Regions from separate parts of the Anser cygnoides genome. Here region 1 is linked to region 2. The links are chromatin contacts, called in public Hi-C maps. All regions are on one chromosome and are shown on one strand. The core of a region is the stretch at or near the end of the contact, and the rest is flanking DNA. Distances in the headings are between cores, read along the strand shown.

What was found. Hi-C and Micro-C count contacts between places; a contact is called where the count stands out from the background.
Region 1: a Hi-C map of liver shows a contact between it and region 2, with 2.7 times the contacts expected there. The contact joins two enhancer-like sites. A contact is called at or near these places in 2 of 7 Hi-C or Micro-C datasets (both in liver).

What each region holds. Positions count from the first base shown.
Region 1 is chr4:69,016,397-69,019,096 of Taihu_goose_T2T_genome, reverse strand. All of the region lies in intron 3 of FAM13A (family with sequence similarity 13 member A), which reads left to right. Among named protein-coding and RNA genes, the nearest start is that of FAM13A, 7.5 kb to the left of the region's middle. Within about 2 kb of position 1,371, at least 2 of the 3 cell types and tissues checked have open chromatin away from gene starts, as enhancers often do. A contact at or near this core is called in liver, where this site is marked.
Region 2 is chr4:68,885,145-68,888,017 of Taihu_goose_T2T_genome, reverse strand. It overlaps FAM13A (family with sequence similarity 13 member A), which reads left to right. Exons shown (of 21, transcript XM_048052161.2): 21 at 1-345. It overlaps LOC106046091 (probable E3 ubiquitin-protein ligase HERC3), which reads right to left. Exons shown (of 25, transcript XM_066996351.1): 23 at 2,439-2,622; 24 at 1,590-1,692; 25 at 1-860. The coding sequence ends at 652. Among named protein-coding and RNA genes, the nearest start is that of MBOAT4, 84 kb to the right of the region's middle. Within about 2 kb of position 1,302, at least 2 of the 3 cell types and tissues checked have open chromatin away from gene starts, as enhancers often do. A contact at or near this core is called in liver, where this site is marked.

The sequences.
Region 1 (2,700 bases), core at 122-2,621, 130 kb before region 2:
AAAGAGAGAAAACTGTTTCTTGCATATTTGGTAAAATCTGGACTATTTATGCTTTTCCAATCCAGTTATATCTGCAAAATATAAACTGAAATTATCAATTGGTTTGTTAGAGCAAGCTTGTAGACAATAACTGCAGTCTCTCTAGGACACAGGTTTGCTTCTGTTTTGCTAGGGTGATTACTTGGAATTTCGTTCTAATGGACTCTGAAATATTATAACAACGTCATCTGCTAATCACGTTTATTATCCACTGAGCCCCAAAGCACATATTGTCTAAATTTCCAGTTCTCACTGAGGGATGTGATTGACCATTAGAAACAAGCCAGTTTGCAAGTAACAACAGACTTTACCAATCATAGCATAGAATGTACCAATCATAGCATGTTTTTTTAACCTTTAAGTAGTAGATAATCTGTAAGGAAGAACATCACTTCAGCTTTAGAAAGTTGAAACTTGCACAGCTGTTTGCCTAAATGATTTGTTGATCTAATCCATCCGTATTAGTCCGTATTGTTATGCAGACTAGACGGTGGTTGGCCCTGTTCCTGGACCATTTGGGGCAGTGGGAGTTCTTTTGCTGCAGGCAGTTGATGCCTCTTATTGCTGTCTTCCTAAGAAGCTGCGAAGTGAGTGGGTACATGTTACTAGAGATATGCTCTTTACAGTAAAGCAGGCAAATAGGATACATGTAGAGGAGGAACGATGTAGAGGAACATCCTCTGAACAGATCCCCAGTGGAAGACAGTGCAAAGTTTTCACACTGTTGTCCTCAGGTTTTCCTCCCACTTTTTTTGGCCTGCAGTGGAGATGAAGTTTAGTTATTGCCTGGAGCAGGGAGAACACAACCATGTTTTCTCTTCCTTTCCTGTCTGGGGCTCTACAGACTGTTAAGGGTGTGCTGGAGAAGAACTCTGCCTTTCCCTAAGTGCAGTCAATAAAGTAATAAACAGGTTGTATGTGGGCTGTGTAAAATACCTTTCTCTGTAAAATATCATTTAGTAAAGTTGTCTGGGGCCCAAGGACAGGGTTCAGGAAGTGCTGGGTAGGAAGGTGCCGTTGTTTCAGAAAGTCCCTTTTTTAAATTTTTTTGGTCATAGCTGTGCTTTCTTTTGGATCTCTTAGATTTAACCATGTCTGACTCATGAGATGCATTTGATTATGTTCCTTCACTTAAATCACTTTAAGTGGAAATTTTGTATAAGTTGCACGTTCCCTGTTCTGCATCCCTGTCCCACAAAGGTCATATCACTGTATTGCGCCAGAAACTATTGATGTACTTTGTGAACTGTGCTGTTTGTGGAAAGTCTCATTCATTCTTGCTTCCCACAGGAAATAGAAAATTCCCCCAGTGATTTCTATGGAAATGAGATACATATCCATACTTAGCAGACTTAGCCACCAAGCTTTGTTGTTTCAAAAAAAAGTTACTGGTGTAAATCACAAACCTGGTTCTCCAAAAGTCTGTTTAGCTGTGATGTACCTTTACAGTTAAGTTTGCATGTATTGTACAATAATCTCTAGTTCTAGTTCCATTATATTTTTTATTAGGGTTAGCTGTTATGGCAAGGGGAAGGTTTTGGTTAAGTTTGAAGAAAAATCAGTTGTTTTTTTTCATGTGCTGGAAAATGTATCATAAATTGCTCTGAAAGGCACTGATTACTTTCGTAGGGTTCAGATTAGTTTCAGTGGTAGATGAGACTGTGTTTACAGTTAAATGATCAACCAACTGTGCAGGATTGGCAGAATTATCTATTCACTTATCAAAGTATGTGCAAGGGTATTTGTTGCAAAATGGTACCAACAGCAAGCATGCCTGAGTGTTCTTTTTGTAAACTATGAAGAAAGTAGGTCAAGGTGTTTCTGAGCCAACAGGTTATTAAAAAATAACTTTGAATCTGGAGCCACTTCACTCTATGTCTACAGTGAAGGCAGTTACAAACTCTGTTACAACCTCTGTATTCCCTCCTGTTGAAGCTTTGTAATTATTTTAGAATTCCTTTGGAATATTTTCAGGGTTTGGTATCAGCATCTTTTAAATCAGCTAAAAGTTTGGCCTGAGAATAATACACAATTACTTTCCTTCCTATAAAAAATGTTAGGGAGTGATTCCCCCAGTTAAAAATAGCTGGAGTGAAAACTACAAATCTTACCTGAGATTGTAATCCTTTTTAAAGCAGGGTATAGTCCACATTACCAAACCAAAGAGTAAATGATCTGCCCTTTATTGAAAAAGAGAAATGTGATACGTTGGTAGTTCAGGAAGTCCACACAGCTGGTTTGGCATGCTACCAGAAGCCTGTGCAACAGCAGTGTGAAATGTGCATGCTGCCCCTAAATCCTGACGCAATGCTGTTTATATAAATATTCAGAGTAATTCCAAGACTATGCAGTTCCAGAAAACATCACGTAGCGTATCCTATGGACAGTCTGCTGCGTCCTGACCTCCTCTCTCTACCCTTGAAGAAGCGCAGTGACACTGGGAGTTGAGAAGGGCCTCCATCTGTAAATGGTGTTGATTGGAGATGTGTAGCAAGTACAGGCTAGGGACACACTGGTAATGATCTTTGTGTTGACTGGTCTCCTCAGAGTGCTTGACAAATATGAACGTTGCTTTTCGCAGGGGATCCTGGGGTCAAAATTGTCCACTGCAATCTGTTCTGTGGCTGCAGTTTTGCTGGAGAACAGGGCTGTGCCTGCCCA
Region 2 (2,873 bases), core at 53-2,552:
GACAAAAGAAAAACATGCCAACCCCCAAACCACCCTACTCTCCGTGAGATATACTGGTGCAAAAAGACAGAGCATGTACCGCAACTAATACACTGTCCTGTGGGTCACAAATGACACCCCAGCCCAGTACCATCTGCCAAGGACCAGAGGGCAGGGGGGATATATCCATTCAAAGCAAGCAAGAACCAGCTTGCATTTAAAAAGGGAAGAAAAAAAAAAAGGGTGGGGGAAATCACAGCTTTTCAAAAAGGAGATCACTATTTCATCCTGAATTTCCACCATAGCCTCAATGCAAGGAACACCAAAGGTTTAAACTGAACAAAAAGGGGGGGGGGGGGGGGGGGGGGGGGGCAATAAAAGCAAACTACGAGTATTTGCTGCGAGGGCAGTGCTGTGAAGTTGGAGGGGAAACAACGAAAAAGCCCACCAAACTCATTTTGTTCAGTAGATCAGAAAACTCAAAGCTAAAGTCTCTCCCTGCTAAACCCCACAAAATACTGGCAGCATCAGGCTGAGACTGCATCATCTGCATCTATGATTCTTACTATTATTTTTCCCCCAAAATGCTCTGATCCCTTCCTTTATAAAAATAAAGCCAAGCCCATTGCTTTCTTCCTCTGTACCCAAGTGCCTGTGCCTCTCCCACACACGTCAAGCCAAGCTGAAGCCCTCATAGTGATCGATGGCTTGCACCAGCCGGGCGCTGAGAATCTCCTTGCTGCTGTACTTGGGCAAGTCCAGGAGATTGTAGCAGGTGTGCGCCACGGGCAGGTACTGCTCCCCGCTGGCTGTGGACTGGATGACGATGCGAAGGCTTGACATGCCGTAGATGGGAATGCGGTCGCTGCCTGTCAGGAACACTAGGAGAAGCAGAGAGAAGGCAGGCTGGTTAGGACAGGCACCCTCACACTTGTACGGCTGTGATACGATGCCCCTTGTGCCTTCTCATCTCCATGCTGAACTCTTCTAGCTCTCTCAGCTTTTATTTCCAAAGCTTTTTCCTGGAAGCATGTGCCAATACATAAGAAATCTGCAGTCAGTGGAGCTGCACCAGCAAAGAATTTGGCCACATGTTGCTGGGTTTGCTGGAAGCAATGCTCTAAAGAAAGACAGCAACTGCTTCAGGTCTGGCCAAGTAAGGGGATGGTGACTGCCAGCTCAGCAAAACTGCCACACGGAGATTTAATACTTCTTGGAGCTAGATTCTTTTAGGACACTTAAATCTGAATAATCCTTCAATAAAACAGCGCTTTCCTCAGCATGCCTCCATCTCTGTGCTTGACACCAACTGTTTCCAAACAGATACACATTAGTGGGTACAAGATCAGGAAACAAAACCAGTCCAAAAATAAAGATTGGCTCTTTTCAGTGCTTTCCCAGGTTGCCCTTGGGACACAATATTCCCTCAACATGATGCCCCAAGGGAGCAACAGTTGCCAGCTGCAGCAACAAACTCTGAACCACCTGCCCTTAAAACCACGTATTTCTCCTCCTCTTCCCTTTTATTGCCAAACAAAGTGACATCTACCCCCCAGTGACATTGATTCGTCAATTTCAGATGACAGCCTGCACCACTGCAAAATACTTACAGAGAAATTTCTTCTTCTTTTCCAAGGGAAATGCATGAAACGTTTCCCAAAACATCCTCACGGTTGGGTGTGTCGCAGTGTAGTCTCCCTTATAGACGGCACTCTATTAGAAAAACAAAAAGTCACATAATTTCATCTAGCACTAGAACGCAAGGACTAAGTAGGAACACGACCTGATCTCTTCTAGTATCTCAGACTGACGTCTGACAGCTAAGAAATGGAGTGCAGGATGTGCCATAGGCAACAGCATGGCTCAAAGACACAGGAAAGTGTTCTTGCTACAGGTGAAAGGCCAGTATTTAGGCTTCTAGGTATTCAGCTAATTAGAGGTGTAACGAGGAACCCTGGTGTACCTGATCACGGGCTGGACTCGCGGACAGGATCATGTGTTCTGCACTGTGAGGCCATTTCTACTGCTAAGGCTGAGACAAAACAAATATTTGCTGATCTGCACGTGTTTTGAGAGGATACAACTCTTGCGTTCTGTCCAGACTTCCCTTTGAACACTTGGCTGTGTACTTTTTGCCCTTGTTAGTTCTATTGTAAATGAAGATTCTGATTTTGTCTCTTTCTTTCAATCTTAGGCTTCATCCCTACGAAAAAAAGATAGAAGTCCTCCTCCCCTCTTCTTTTTCATCCCCAATTTCCTCCACGAGCTTTATCAGTAGCAGGATAGTGAAGTAAGAGAGTAACTTTTCATGTGAATAATTGCAAGATGTACAAGAAACATATAAAAACATCCGTAGCTTACTACACCTCTTGACCCAACCTAGTGCCCACCTCTTGCAGCTGCCCAATCCTAGTACTCGTAAAAAAAAGAAGAAAAACATGACAAGAGGGAAGCTTTACCTCCTCCAGTTCCTCCCAGTTGTAGTTACTGTTTCCAACTATCATGGCCCTGAGCTCTGTGGGCTGGAAGAGTTCCAGGACCTTCCCACCACATACTTTCAGGAAACCAGTGGAAAAAGCTGTGTACCACTCATGGATGGAGAGGTTGAAGATGTAATTTACATAGGCTTCAACAAATTCTTCCCTAGGGCATTGAGAGAGAGCAGGTAAAGAAAAGCACTTTTATTCATACGCCTGAGTGGCAGCACTGCTAGTTTTGCTGCTTCTGCCTGTAACGTTTCTTGCAAATACGAGTCTTCAACAGGTTCACCCCACTGCCCGCCTCCCGCTGAGATGACTCACTGCAACATGGACAAAGTCACCAGGTGGCACGTACCACTACGTGTGCGCTTAACCAGTGCAGCGGAACCTGCCTCTCTGCTGAGGTTGAGTTAC